Regions from separate parts of the Mus musculus genome. Here all the other regions are linked to region 1. The links are chromatin contacts, called in public HiChIP or PLAC-seq and Micro-C maps. All regions are on one chromosome and are shown on one strand. Each heading gives the region's core, a stretch centred on a gene start, on an enhancer-like site or on the middle of the called end of the contact. The rest is flanking DNA. Distances are from core to core; before and after follow the strand shown. Region 1 holds the start of Ppp1r9b (protein phosphatase 1, regulatory subunit 9B). Region 2 holds the start of Phb (prohibitin). Region 3 holds the start of Tob1 (transducer of ErbB-2.1). Region 4 holds the start of Ngfr (nerve growth factor receptor (TNFR superfamily, member 16)).

What was found. Hi-C and Micro-C count contacts between places; a contact is called where the count stands out from the background. HiChIP or PLAC-seq counts read pairs in DNA pulled down with a chosen protein or histone mark.
Region 2: an H3K27ac HiChIP or PLAC-seq map of bone marrow-derived dendritic cells shows a contact between it and region 1, with 4 times the contacts expected there. The contact joins the promoter of Phb here to the promoter of Ppp1r9b in region 1. A contact is called at or near these places in 1 of 39 promoter capture datasets (pre-B cells) and 2 of 115 datasets of contacts at active chromatin or transcription factors (bone marrow-derived dendritic cells and bone marrow-derived macrophages).
Region 3: a contact with region 1 is called in a Micro-C map of embryonic stem cells, with 2.8 times the contacts expected there. The contact joins the promoter of Tob1 here to the promoter of Ppp1r9b in region 1. A contact is called at or near these places in 1 of 39 promoter capture datasets (pre-B cells), 3 of 484 Hi-C or Micro-C datasets (CD4 T cells and embryonic stem cells) and 1 of 115 datasets of contacts at active chromatin or transcription factors (memory CD8 T cells).
Region 4: an H3K27ac HiChIP or PLAC-seq map of bone marrow-derived dendritic cells shows a contact between it and region 1, with 2.8 times the contacts expected there. The contact joins the promoter of Ngfr here to the promoter of Ppp1r9b in region 1. A contact is called at or near these places in 1 of 39 promoter capture datasets (pre-B cells), 2 of 484 Hi-C or Micro-C datasets (both in embryonic stem cells) and 3 of 115 datasets of contacts at active chromatin or transcription factors (bone marrow-derived dendritic cells, embryonic stem cells and pancreatic cancer cells).

The regions. Positions count from the first base shown.
Region 1 is chr11:94,989,786-94,992,485 of GRCm38.p6, reverse strand. Ppp1r9b (protein phosphatase 1, regulatory subunit 9B) reads right to left here and starts at 1,274. Exons shown (of 10, transcript NM_172261.3): 1 at 1-1,274. The coding sequence starts at 938.
Region 2 is chr11:95,665,533-95,668,232 of GRCm38.p6, reverse strand. It overlaps Phb (prohibitin), which reads right to left and starts at 1,276. Exons shown (of 7, transcript NM_008831.4): 1 at 1,191-1,276; 2 at 82-196. The coding sequence starts at 169.
Region 3 is chr11:94,210,128-94,212,954 of GRCm38.p6, reverse strand. It overlaps Tob1 (transducer of ErbB-2.1), which reads right to left and starts at 1,501. Exons shown (of 2, transcript NM_009427.2): 1 at 1,224-1,501.
Region 4 is chr11:95,586,338-95,589,133 of GRCm38.p6, reverse strand. It overlaps Ngfr (nerve growth factor receptor (TNFR superfamily, member 16)), which reads left to right and starts at 1,436. Exons shown (of 6, transcript NM_033217.3): 1 at 1,436-1,650. The coding sequence starts at 1,576.

The sequences.
Region 1 (2,700 bases), core at 25-2,524:
GCCGACTCGGCCTCAGACTCCCCACTTTCTTCAACCTCCACCGGCTTGATCTTGCGCACCTCCCGCGGCTTAGGCGGAGGTCGGGCAGGGGCCACCCGGTGCTGTGGGGGCTGCTGCCCTCCGGGGCCACGCTCCTTCTCGGTCGCGCCATCCCCCGACGGGGCGGGAGGCGGCGGCGGTGGCTGGAACACCCGGGACCGCTTAGTGACCAGCTTCGAGTTGACCTGGGGCGCCCCGGCTGCCCGAGGGGGGCCGGGTGCACGGTGAAGGCCGGTCCTCGAGTCGGCTTTCTCGAAGACCGCACTGAGCTGGCTGACCGTCGGCGACACGGCGTCAGCATCCAGCTTGTCCAGCGCCTCGGTGCTGCCGTTAAAGCGCACCACGACGTCCAGCTTCCGGTCCTGCAGGCCGGCGCGCTCCTGCCTCAGCAGCCGCCGCGCCACGGCCTCCTTGTCGCCACCCGAGGCCGCGGGGACGCTCCGTTCGAACAGCTTCCGCGTCTCCTGCAGCCGGGACGGCGGGTGCGGCGGAGGAGCGGGCTGCGCCGAGGGCGCGGGCTTGGAGTCGAAGCGGCTCACGCGCTCCGACACACTGGTGCCCAGCTTGAGCAGGGCACTGTGGTCTACGTTCTCGTTCAGGCTGCTGGCCCGCGGCAGGGACAGGCGCACCCCGCGATCGGACGCCCGTGGGGCCTCGGCCATGCCTGCGCCTCCGCCTGCCTCACCCGGCGGCCCCGCGGTGGTGCCCATCTGCAGGAACATACTTTTGATGCGGTGGACGTTGGAGCCATATTTCTTATGGTGGGCCGCCTTGGGTGCCTCGTCGGGCCCGGGTGCATCGGGAGGCTTTAGTGCCTGGATGCCCGCTTCGTAGGCGCTGCGGTGCGGGGAGGCGCTCCGGAGGGGACCCCCGGGCCCCCGAGGCTCCGTCTTCATCATGGTTGGGGGAGCCGGGTTCGCATCCCCCTGCTCCCCGCTGCCCCCCTCCAGCAGGCGGCTGGCCAAGTCGGGACCACCGCCCCCTCCCCCCAAAGAAAGAAATCCCGAAAGGCCTTCTATAGAGTCCCCCAGAAACCAAGCTGCCAAAAAACAGTTAACCCTGCTTTAAAAAAAAAAAATCTCCGAGCGCCCTGTGTGGGTCGCCTCCCCCAACCAAGCTGCCAAAGACAGCCAGCCCCCTTCGAAAGCTCTAGCGGCCTGGTGCGGTCGCCCCCACCCAAATTGAAGAAGCGGAGGCTGGCTGGAGCTGCTGGGACCGCGCGCCCAGCCCGCGAAGCAGCGGCCACGGCACCGGCTCACATCCTCCGAGGCGGTGTCAGCGGCGCTGGCGGCGCAGGCGCCCCCTACTCCGGCCGGGGGCCTTGGCTCTCGGGGTGCCCGGCATCCCCGCGCCCGTGGCTGCTCCGCTGACCCGGGCCGCTCCGCCGCGCCTCCCTCCCTCCCTCCCTCCCCCCCGCGCCCCGAGCCTCGGTCTTTCTCTAGCTCTGCCCGAACCGCGGCTGCCGGAGACCGAGCGGCTGCCCTTCTCGCCGCCGCCGCTGGGGGACTGGTACCACTGGGTCCTAAAGGGATCGGATTTCCGGGGCCGGAGCCTGTGAGCCCTCCCCTTCCCTTCCACCCTGTCGCCTGGTCTCTCCTACTCATAGTTGGCGGACAGCCTTCCGCAGCTTCACCGACCTTGGCTATTCTTCTTCAGCCCTCCCATCCCAAACTCGGCTTTTCACAATCCACTTAGGCGTCCCCTCATTTAACCCTGGGGGCGGGGAGCCATCCAGCCACAGCAGGAACTGGCCTTCTCCTCCCACAAAGTGAAGGGGTTCTGTGGGGAGGGCCCTTAATCATTTCTCTAAAGGTCCTTAGAGTGTTCAGGGGTACCAGCAACAAAACTTTTGGGTGCTAGATCAAAGTACATAATTTCTAGCTCCTTCCCAAAGGTGAAGGGGAATCTCAGAGGCGGAACCTGGGATTCTTCATTTTAACAATTCCCCATAGGAATTTTTTTTTTTTCATCTTTCAGAATGTAAAACTTGGGCCCAGCAATCTTTGTGGTGCTCTGTCCGGAGGAGAAATGAAGAAAGGGACAGGGTTGGGGGTTACATCACCCATATGGCAGGAGATTACCAAAGATGCTTTTTTGCCTTGGGAAGTCTTAAAATGACGTTGTTCACCTACCCCTTTGGGGAGAGGTATAGAATCCTGGCCTTCATAACCTGCCAGAAAAGATCTCTGAAACAGGAAGGTTTGTAAGGTGTTGGGGGAGGTTGGAAGGAATGATTCTAGAGTCCCAGGGCTAAAGTTTCCCTATTGAGAGTTCTACGTTGGGTCTCAGACTTAGAGGATTCTGGTCACTTGTGTGCAAGCGTGTTTGTGTGTGTGTGTACCCTACAAATCCCACCTTGAAAACTCAGCTTCTTTAGAGCTCCTTCATTCCTCACATACACAACAAGGGGCCTTGTTATGCCCGTTATCCTTCCCCAATCTAGCAGTGAGGATCCGTCCAATATTCAGTCAGGTCTAGATGTGTAGCTCCTCCAGTCGTTGGTAGATTCCCAGGAACTGAACAGGGTGGACACTAGGACCCAGAAAACAACTCAGGCACAAAGCCTCCCCCCTCTCCCCAGCTGCTTCCTGCATCTCAGGCCTTCCTGCGGCCTCTGCCTCCTCCCCCGCCCTCTTCCCCTCCATCCTCTTCCTCCTCTTC
Region 2 (2,700 bases), core at 27-2,526, 680 kb before region 1:
TCTTTTTTTTTTTTTAAAAGGAATGACACATGGGCTATGCAGATCAACAGAAACTATGCAGAAAGCTCTTCCGCGCCTCACCATTATACAAAGCAGAGTTCACCACGCCTCCTGCAACTGCCAACGCCAGGCCGAACTTTCCAATGGACTCAAACACTTTGGCAGCCATGACTCCTTCTGTTGCTTCCACTCACACCTAAACACGGGGTAAACATAAAACACTTTGACACCAGATTCTCAGAGAAAGCCCGCTCTGAGGCACAGAGTTCATGTCTCAACATACATTTTCATATGTCTACACCTGTGGGCCCAAACTCACTCACTGAACGCCCCATAACACTGACCACCTTGCAAACTGTAGATCATGTCTGCGTTTGTGGACGTGTTTCTTTACAACCATTCAGAGAAAGAGTCTGCGACACTTGGCTCAGCGTAGGAACGGTGCTTTGTACCCACGAGGAACTTAGTACACAGAAAAACCACACTCCCTTTTCCTAGACCAATAGGCCACAAGCGAGACCGGTGCTACACGGCTGAAGCCAACAACAAAAAGGGCAATTTCTGTTAACATTTAAGTTACACGGTCTCCGACAGCCTTGTTTAACCTTCAGTTACTTTATGAAGGTTATGACTGCTGAAGTGCATAGAGAGGTTATACTCTTAAGTAGTAGAACCAGGGTTAGAATGAGAAGACCGAATTCTAGAAGACATTGTAGAACTCCTCCCCATACCAGTTAATAGGAAAGCAGGGGCTGGCAGGGGTGCAGCGAGGCAGAGCGGTGAAGGACTGGAGGTGGGGCTGCGGCGGGACGGGTGGGGGCACGTAGCTGACAAACTAGAAACCAGTTAGCCTTGAACTTTTTAATGTCCCGCCCCTGCGTCACCCTTGGTACAATCCTCAAACTCGCCCTCCCCTTTCTCAGACTTCAACTGCTTGTGTATCGGGATTTCTCCATGCACATTTATCCTCTGTCTCTGACATCCAGCTCTTTTTACTCCACCAGCTTCTGGATTTTTCCTCATCCTGTCCCCTCCCCTTGCACATTCCTAACTCCTTCTGGACCGAGATTTCCCCCTTCTCCACTAGGCGTACCCACACATGCATCCCATGCCCTCATTGTACATAGGAAAGCAGAGGCAGGCTACAGGGACATAGGACCAGAGGCCTCTACCGCTCCTACCACGCTTACCTGCTTTCACTCTGACCTCCACATGAATTCCCCAGCTCCGGATACTGCGCGTGCGCCAGGCAGCTCCTCCCCCCCCCCCGACCCCCGCCTCTTCAAGATCCGACCCTTCAATTGGTGAAGCCGAGCGACGTGCATTCTGGGAAACGTGTTTTGCAGTCTTCCGCGGGCTCTGTGGCTTTAATGAGGTCAACTACAACTCCCAAAAGATCATGCAGCAACGGGCTCTTTCAGGAAACCCGTTTCTGACTGGTGAGAACGGATGGGATGTTGCCGCAAAGCCTTTCGGGAGTTGTAGTTCCTTGGTAATATATGCACGTGCCTATTCCTCAAGGAGGTGGTTCCAGAAGCCGGAAGCAGACTGGATCGGAAAGGAGTTGGGCTTCCACTTGGTAGAGGAAATCACAAGGTGGTGAAGGAATGGGTGGGCATTTTGGATAAAGGTGAGGTAAAATAATTCATGCACTGAGAGACTGCTAGGGAAGTTAAGGACAGCCCTCAGGGACGTAAGATGTTGATCTTCCAAGCCACTCCATAACCTTAAAAACGGCTTAGAAAGAAGAGGAAGGGAGTCGGTCATTCAGGTCTTGCAATACTTCAGTAAAGGCTCTTGATTTAGGGTCTAAATCTCTGGGCATCTTTTTTTCCAAGTTATATTCGAGGAATTGCAAAAAAGGGACGGAGATCATGTGTATGGCTTCTCAAGTTCACCTGTTGTCAACAATTTGCGTATTTGTTGTTGTTTTTGTTCCATCTCCTCGCCTCCCTCCACTTTTCTCTTTCTCCTACTATTCTCTAAGATCAAGGATATCTATCCTCTTACTTTTTGTTTTGTTTTGTTTTTTGTTTTTGTTTGTTTGTTTGTTTTCGAGACAGGGTTTCTCTGTGTAGCCCTAGCTGTCCTGGAACTCACTCTATAGACCAGGCTGGCCTCGAATTCAGAAATCCGCCTGCCTCTGGCTCCCAAGTGCTGGGATTAAAGCGTCCGCCACCACGCCCGGCTACTATCCTTTTACTTAAGTAAATATTATCCATGTCTGCATTCCAATTTTGCCAATTAAGCAAATAGTGACTTTTATAGCATTCCTCTCCATGACACAAATCTAAAATGAAGTAGTTTATTTTTTTGGGCTTGTTGCTCCCGAAATACAAACTCTCCTGAGAATATCTGTAAAGAACATGAAAACCCCTGGCACTGTGGCGCAATGGATAGTGCATTGGACTTCTAAGAAAGACCTGCTCCTTATTCTTAGCTTAACTTTTATTTAAAAGATAAAATGCAATTTTAAATTTGCAATCGGTATTTATTTCTTATTAAAATATAAGAAGCCAGATATACATTTAAAAGAAAGGAAGAAAGAAAACGAACGAACGAACATGAAAGCAAGCTAGGTGCAGTGGTGCACGACTTCAATCCCAGCACCCAGGAGGCAGAAGCAGGTGGCATCTGAGAGAGAGAGAGAGAGGGAGAGAGGGAGAGAGAGAGAGAATGTGAAGACACAAGGAAGACTAT
Region 3 (2,827 bases), core at 252-2,751, 780 kb after region 1:
AACCAAATTATCCTCTCTAGTTTTAACCATGCCAAGGGCTCTCACACTCTTGCTCTTCTGGGAGCCTTTTTCTTTTTTATTGTGTACTGCCCCCCCCCCCCACACACACACATTCTGAAATTCCTCTCAGCTGCAAGTATAAGAAAAACAAGCAGCTTAAAACTCCTATTGATTACTCTGCTTAAAGGGCAGAGTTTCTCAGTTTTATTCTTATTTTTAAAAGCCATCTCCTTCCCTCTTCGGATAAACGGGCAGTCCCTGGAGAGGCTGGAGCGAAAAGGTCGACCTTTAAACGTTTGCTGGATCAGCACTGGGTGGGGATAAGAAAAGATCAAGGGCAAAGAGAGGTATTTCCAAGGGAGAGCTATTTGTACAACGAGGTTGATCAAAAAGGGCATTTAAAATAATCAAACTGGTGTGGATCCGTCTGTTCCATTTTCCATATTCTTGGTGACAAAGGGCAAAGAATCTCTCGTGTAGCCCCCAAACTACACTTTCCAAGCCGAAACCCAAGAGCAGGCAGAGAAAGCAGATTCAGCTGGACTGCTTGAAGGTGCAGCCGAGCCCAGACAGGCTGGGTGGAAGGTGGTTTTTAAAGCAACGCCTTAACACAGGACTGTGAAGAATTACATAAACAGCCAGTTGGGTCTCATTAGATTTCTGCTCACAGCGCTGGGAGCCCGAGCGCTACAGCAGCAGCAACAGCCAGAGGAGGTGGAGGTGGAGGAGGAGGAGGAGGAGGAGGAGGAGGAGGAGGAGGAGGAGGAGGAGGAGGAAGAGGAGGAAGACTACTAGACTTGCTCCGGGAGGAGGAGCTCGGCCCGGGGAAAAGGAGAGCAGGCTCTTTAGCTGCCTCAGGGACGCGGCCCGGGCACCGGCAGGTCGCGGCGCGGGCCGCCCAGTCTTCCCCTCCCCCGCCGTAACCTGACCCTGCCGTCCCCCACTCTGCTCCCCGCTCGAGGCTCCTGGGACCTAGCCAGCATCCCGGAGCACCGGTCCGGGCCCGATCCCTGTATCCCGGCGCCCCCTCCCCCTGCCTGGGCGCCGCTGCCCCCACCCCGGGTGCTCCCTCCTCCCGGTTGCCCGTCGGCCGTCAAGCCTCCGGACCAGGTCCCCGGAGCCACTCCATTCCCTTGGGTCCCCGAGGCCGCCCCTCCACACCCGGGCTCGCAGGACGCTGCAGCCACTCCCTCGGCCCCTAGCCGCCGCCCCGCCGTACTTACAAGCTGCTCCGGAGCTGCGGCCGCCGCCGAGCCGCGGCTGGGCGGGGGAGAAGGGGCAGCGGGCGGGGGCGCGGGTGGGTCGGGAGCGGCGAGGCGACGGGGTGCAAGACGTCGCCACCGCCGGACACGCGACGGACGCCTCGGGCGGGTCCGGGAGCTCGCTGCTCTGGCTCAGGGGTGGCGGGGACGGCAAGCTTACACGAGCGCGCTCGCTTCTCTACACAGCCCGGCGGCCCGGCCCTGCGTCCCCGTACAGCGCCCTCTGCGCGCCGGGCCAGAGCTTCGCTCCTTCTGCCGCGGCGCGCGCCCCGCCTCTCGTTTTATAGCCTCCTCCCCGCCCCCAGCCTCCGCGGGGGTGCGCGCCGCTCGCGTCACAGTCCCGCCCTCCCCACCCGGCACCCCCCGGCCGCGCCGACTCCGCCCCTGCCCTGCCCCCCGACGCCATTGGCCAAGTCCCGCCTGCCCACGTCCAGACGGCCGCTGATAGATGGTCACGCCTCCTGAACGCCGCTGTGACCAATGAGCTGAGAGTCCCGAGAGGTTGGGGGAGGGGTTAAGGGAGGCCTTGGAAGGGGATTGGACAAGGGTAGGGATGGGATGGTAGGGATGGGGTGGCAGGGCCCGGGGGCCTGGGGGTGGGGGGTGGGGGGTGGGGGGGGAGGAGGGGGAGCAGGTGGCGACGCGGCGGGGACCGGCCGGGAGGGGCAGCCGAGGCTGGGGGAGGGAGGGCAGAGTACACGGAAAAGGCTGCTTCCGAGCGAGTGCGACTGTGGCCGAGGAAAACCCCACTCCTGGGCGAGCTAGCCTGTGGGTCTCAGCCCATCCCGGGGTAACCGGGACTCGTGCTCCCGATTCATTGAGTATTAATCCCCGCAGGGCCTAGGCCAACTGCCACCCCGAGAGTGACAACTGCAGAACCTGGGGGTGGGGAAGGGAGGCCACGTCGCTGCACCTCCCGCACAGGTGACAGTTTAACTGCCTCTGCAGCTCCCCCTGGCCAAATCTCCCCGGGTCACCTGGCAGCAGCTCGGACATGAGGGTTGCTTGAGACCGTAAGAAAAAAAAATTGTCTTATATCAAACGTCGCAGAGAGCGACACGCTGCCAAACTGCCTGTGTGACTCTGTGTGCGTGCCCACGCGTGCATTTTGAGAACTTTCACCCAGGCCCACAAAATAAACACGAGGCCTCGCTGAGGAACCTGCGAGAGTTTATGAACTGTGCACAGGTGTCCAGGGAATAGGGACGCCAGGGACTCTAGGGGCGCGGATAGGCGCCGTTTCCACAACCTGCAGCCCAGAAATCCGAGTTATCGTCCGGAGTGGAACGGGGCGTTCCTCTTGGCTAAAAATAATTACTCACAGGTAGCAACGATGCCTGATTGGTCGCACTGGACCTTAGCGGCCAGACGATTGGCTGTCTGGTCTCCAGGAGACCGACGTCAAACTCGGACTGGGTAAAGGCGAGAGAAAGTCGAGGGGGAGCCTCGGAGAGAAGGGGGGGGGGGGTTGGGGGGGGGGAGAAAGCGCAGCAGTGAATGAAACGCCCAGGGCCCTGCCTTCCCCTTCCCTGTCCTGGGCATTCGGGCCATGCTTCCTGGAAAAA
Region 4 (2,796 bases), core at 187-2,686, 600 kb before region 1:
CCTTGTTTCTATTATTTTGGGACTGTATTTTTTTGAAGAGGAACTGGAGTCCAGACATAGCTAACATCTGGTGCTGGGATAGACTGTCCCCACACAGTTCTGTACCAGGGCCTTCGATGTCTGGGAACCAGAGAAGGGCGGGGCGGTGTTTCTTCTGAAAGACTGACTGCACATTCCTTGGCATACAGGTGGTTTGATGTGCCACGCTTCTAGAGCATGGCCAGTGTGATCCTCAGAAGGCCTACACAGCTCACGGATGAGTCTGTGGATGTTGAATCCATTCAACAGCTCTCCCCTTGAATCCCCTCCATGACTGAACACTTGGGTGGTCAGAGAAGACACTACTGTCCCTGCCCGTAGGAAACTCACAAACTCATGTAATCATGTTTGTGTGTTGTCTGTATACTCTGTGTGTGTGTGTGTGTGTGTGTGTGTGTGTGTGTGTGTGTGTGTGTGCATTTGAGGGCAAAATACAGATGTGGGCTTGTGTGACTACCACTGTGCAGTGCACACATGTGAGTGTGTAGGAGTGTATATGTGAATGTCAGCCTGTGTGCATTGATGTATGTCTGGTCTGTGTTAGGAGCCCTTGTAGGATGAGCAGGTCTATATGAATGCCTGAGGGACGGTATAGGCAGATGTCAGTACGTCAACACACACACGTACAGGTGCACTTGAGAGTGTGTTTGTGTATTCCTGGGGTTTATGTGCACACCTGTGACTCATTCAAGCTCATGAAAGGCTGGAGATAGAGTTCTGTGATACAATGCTTGCTTAGCATGTGTGTGTGTGTGGTCCTAGGTTCTATCATGTGTGTGTGTGTGTGTGTGTGTGTGTGTGTGTGGTCCTAGGTTCTATCATGTGTGTGTGTGTGTATGTGTGTGTGTGTGTAGGAGAGGGGGAGACAGGGACAGAGAGACAGAGACAGAGACAGAGAAACAGTGTCAGACAGATATCCCAAATTATGATATTGGGATAGATTTCACCTTGAAGGCCCCAAGGAACATATCCCTCCACAAGTTGGAACAGAGAGAGAATGGAATAAGGTGTGTATCCAACCATAAAAGGAGGGCAGCCTCATTTTCGGAATAAGGGCTAGGTAGGCAATTAGGCTAAAGATGTTTAAGAGAGTTAACCCCGAGGCAGGCTTCATCAGTAGGAGAGCAATGGCCCCCGTTGGATCCGAAGCATCTTATGCTCAGCATAACCGGAGGTGCCCTGGGTACGTGGGGCAGCCCACTGAGAAGCCACAGCGGGGCACACGGGTGCGGCTCCTCTCACGCCTCACTTGACTGCTCTGGACTCCCCACCCTAGGCAGCCGGGCGGGCGCGGTTCCGGAGGGGTTGGGGGGGGGGGGGAGTTGGGCGGGCTGGGCGGGGAGGAGGCGGGGCTGCTGCATTGCCTTCACCCAGCTGCTCCCGCCCGCTAGCAGCCAGAGCGAGTGGAGCCTCCGCCAGCTCCGGCGGGCAGCGGGCGCTGGAGCGCAGCGCAGCGCAGCTCAGCTCAGCGCGCAGCACCATCGGTCCGCAGAGCGGACTGAGCTAGAAGCTGAGCGCTGTCGCCGGAGGCGAGCAATGAGGAGGGCAGGTGCTGCCTGCAGCGCCATGGACCGGCTGCGCCTGCTGCTGCTGCTGCTGCTGCTTCTAGGGGTAAGTGATTAGTAGGAGGGACCTCCGTTAACCTTTTCAAAGAGCTGAACCCCAAGGGGATGTGGGTGCCACCACCCAGGGAACAGAATAAGACGTTAAGGTCCCAGATGCTGGCAACGGGTGGCGGAGGAGCTGCGGGATCATGACCCACAGGGGCGCTCCTAGCTTCTAGGACTTTCAGAGCGCAGAGGCGACCCAGTCCCAGGATAGAGATGCAGACAGGACTGTTGCAACGACACCCGTTCTTGGTTCTGCTTGCTGCTGCTGGTTCTTGAGCACTACGACGGGTGCGGTGTAGGAGACTGGGAGCAGTCTCGAGTGGGGTGGAGGGAGGTTTGGGAATCTCGGGCGCCTGGGTTCTTTTGACGACAGCGTGTGAATTTTGGGATCCCGAGGGGAGTTTTCTCTTTAGCATCTTAGTCCCTGGGGAGTTGTAGGGCAGAGAGAAGGAAGGGAAAGAGATCGGCACTAAAGATGTGAGGGGCTAGAGACGGAACAATGCGGGAGGCAGCTGGAGGGACTGGAGGCAGAGGGGACCCAGTATGGACAATGGGGACCGGCCAGACAATGGGGGGGAGGGGCATCGAAAGGAGCGATTCGGGAGTGGCAGAGAGGTTGAAGAGAGAGAAGTGGGCTTTATGGAGGGCAGAAAAGAGACAACCACAAAAGAGATAGAGAAATGGAAAGAAGGTGCATACCCTAAAGTGCTCGGGGCCCCGCCTGTCTGTCTACTCAAGGACGATGCGATGAGGACAGCCCAGTCACAGACGTTTCCCGCGTGGGTTCTAGCGCTCTTTCTAGCGGCCTCGCCCAGTCCGGGAATTGCGTCTGGGCATCCCAGGCAGGGAAGAGAGCGCTCACTTCACTATGGCAAATCCGCTTCTAGGGTAGTTCCTTGACAAACCTTTCACGTGGTTTGAAGCAACTCAGTGGACCCGGAGAGACAGAGCCGGGGCATCCCCCTACCCTATTAAACGCCGGCCAGCTCTCGAGATGCGGAGCGCTGGGACTCTCAAGGCTGTGATGGTTCCGGCAGCGCACAGCTAGGGGATGCAAAACCCCAGGCGACCCGCAGGGGGCACTGCGGGCGAGGGATTGCTGTTGGGAGCTGCGTGCGCGCCTTGGGCTGCGCACTGAGTCCCTTCT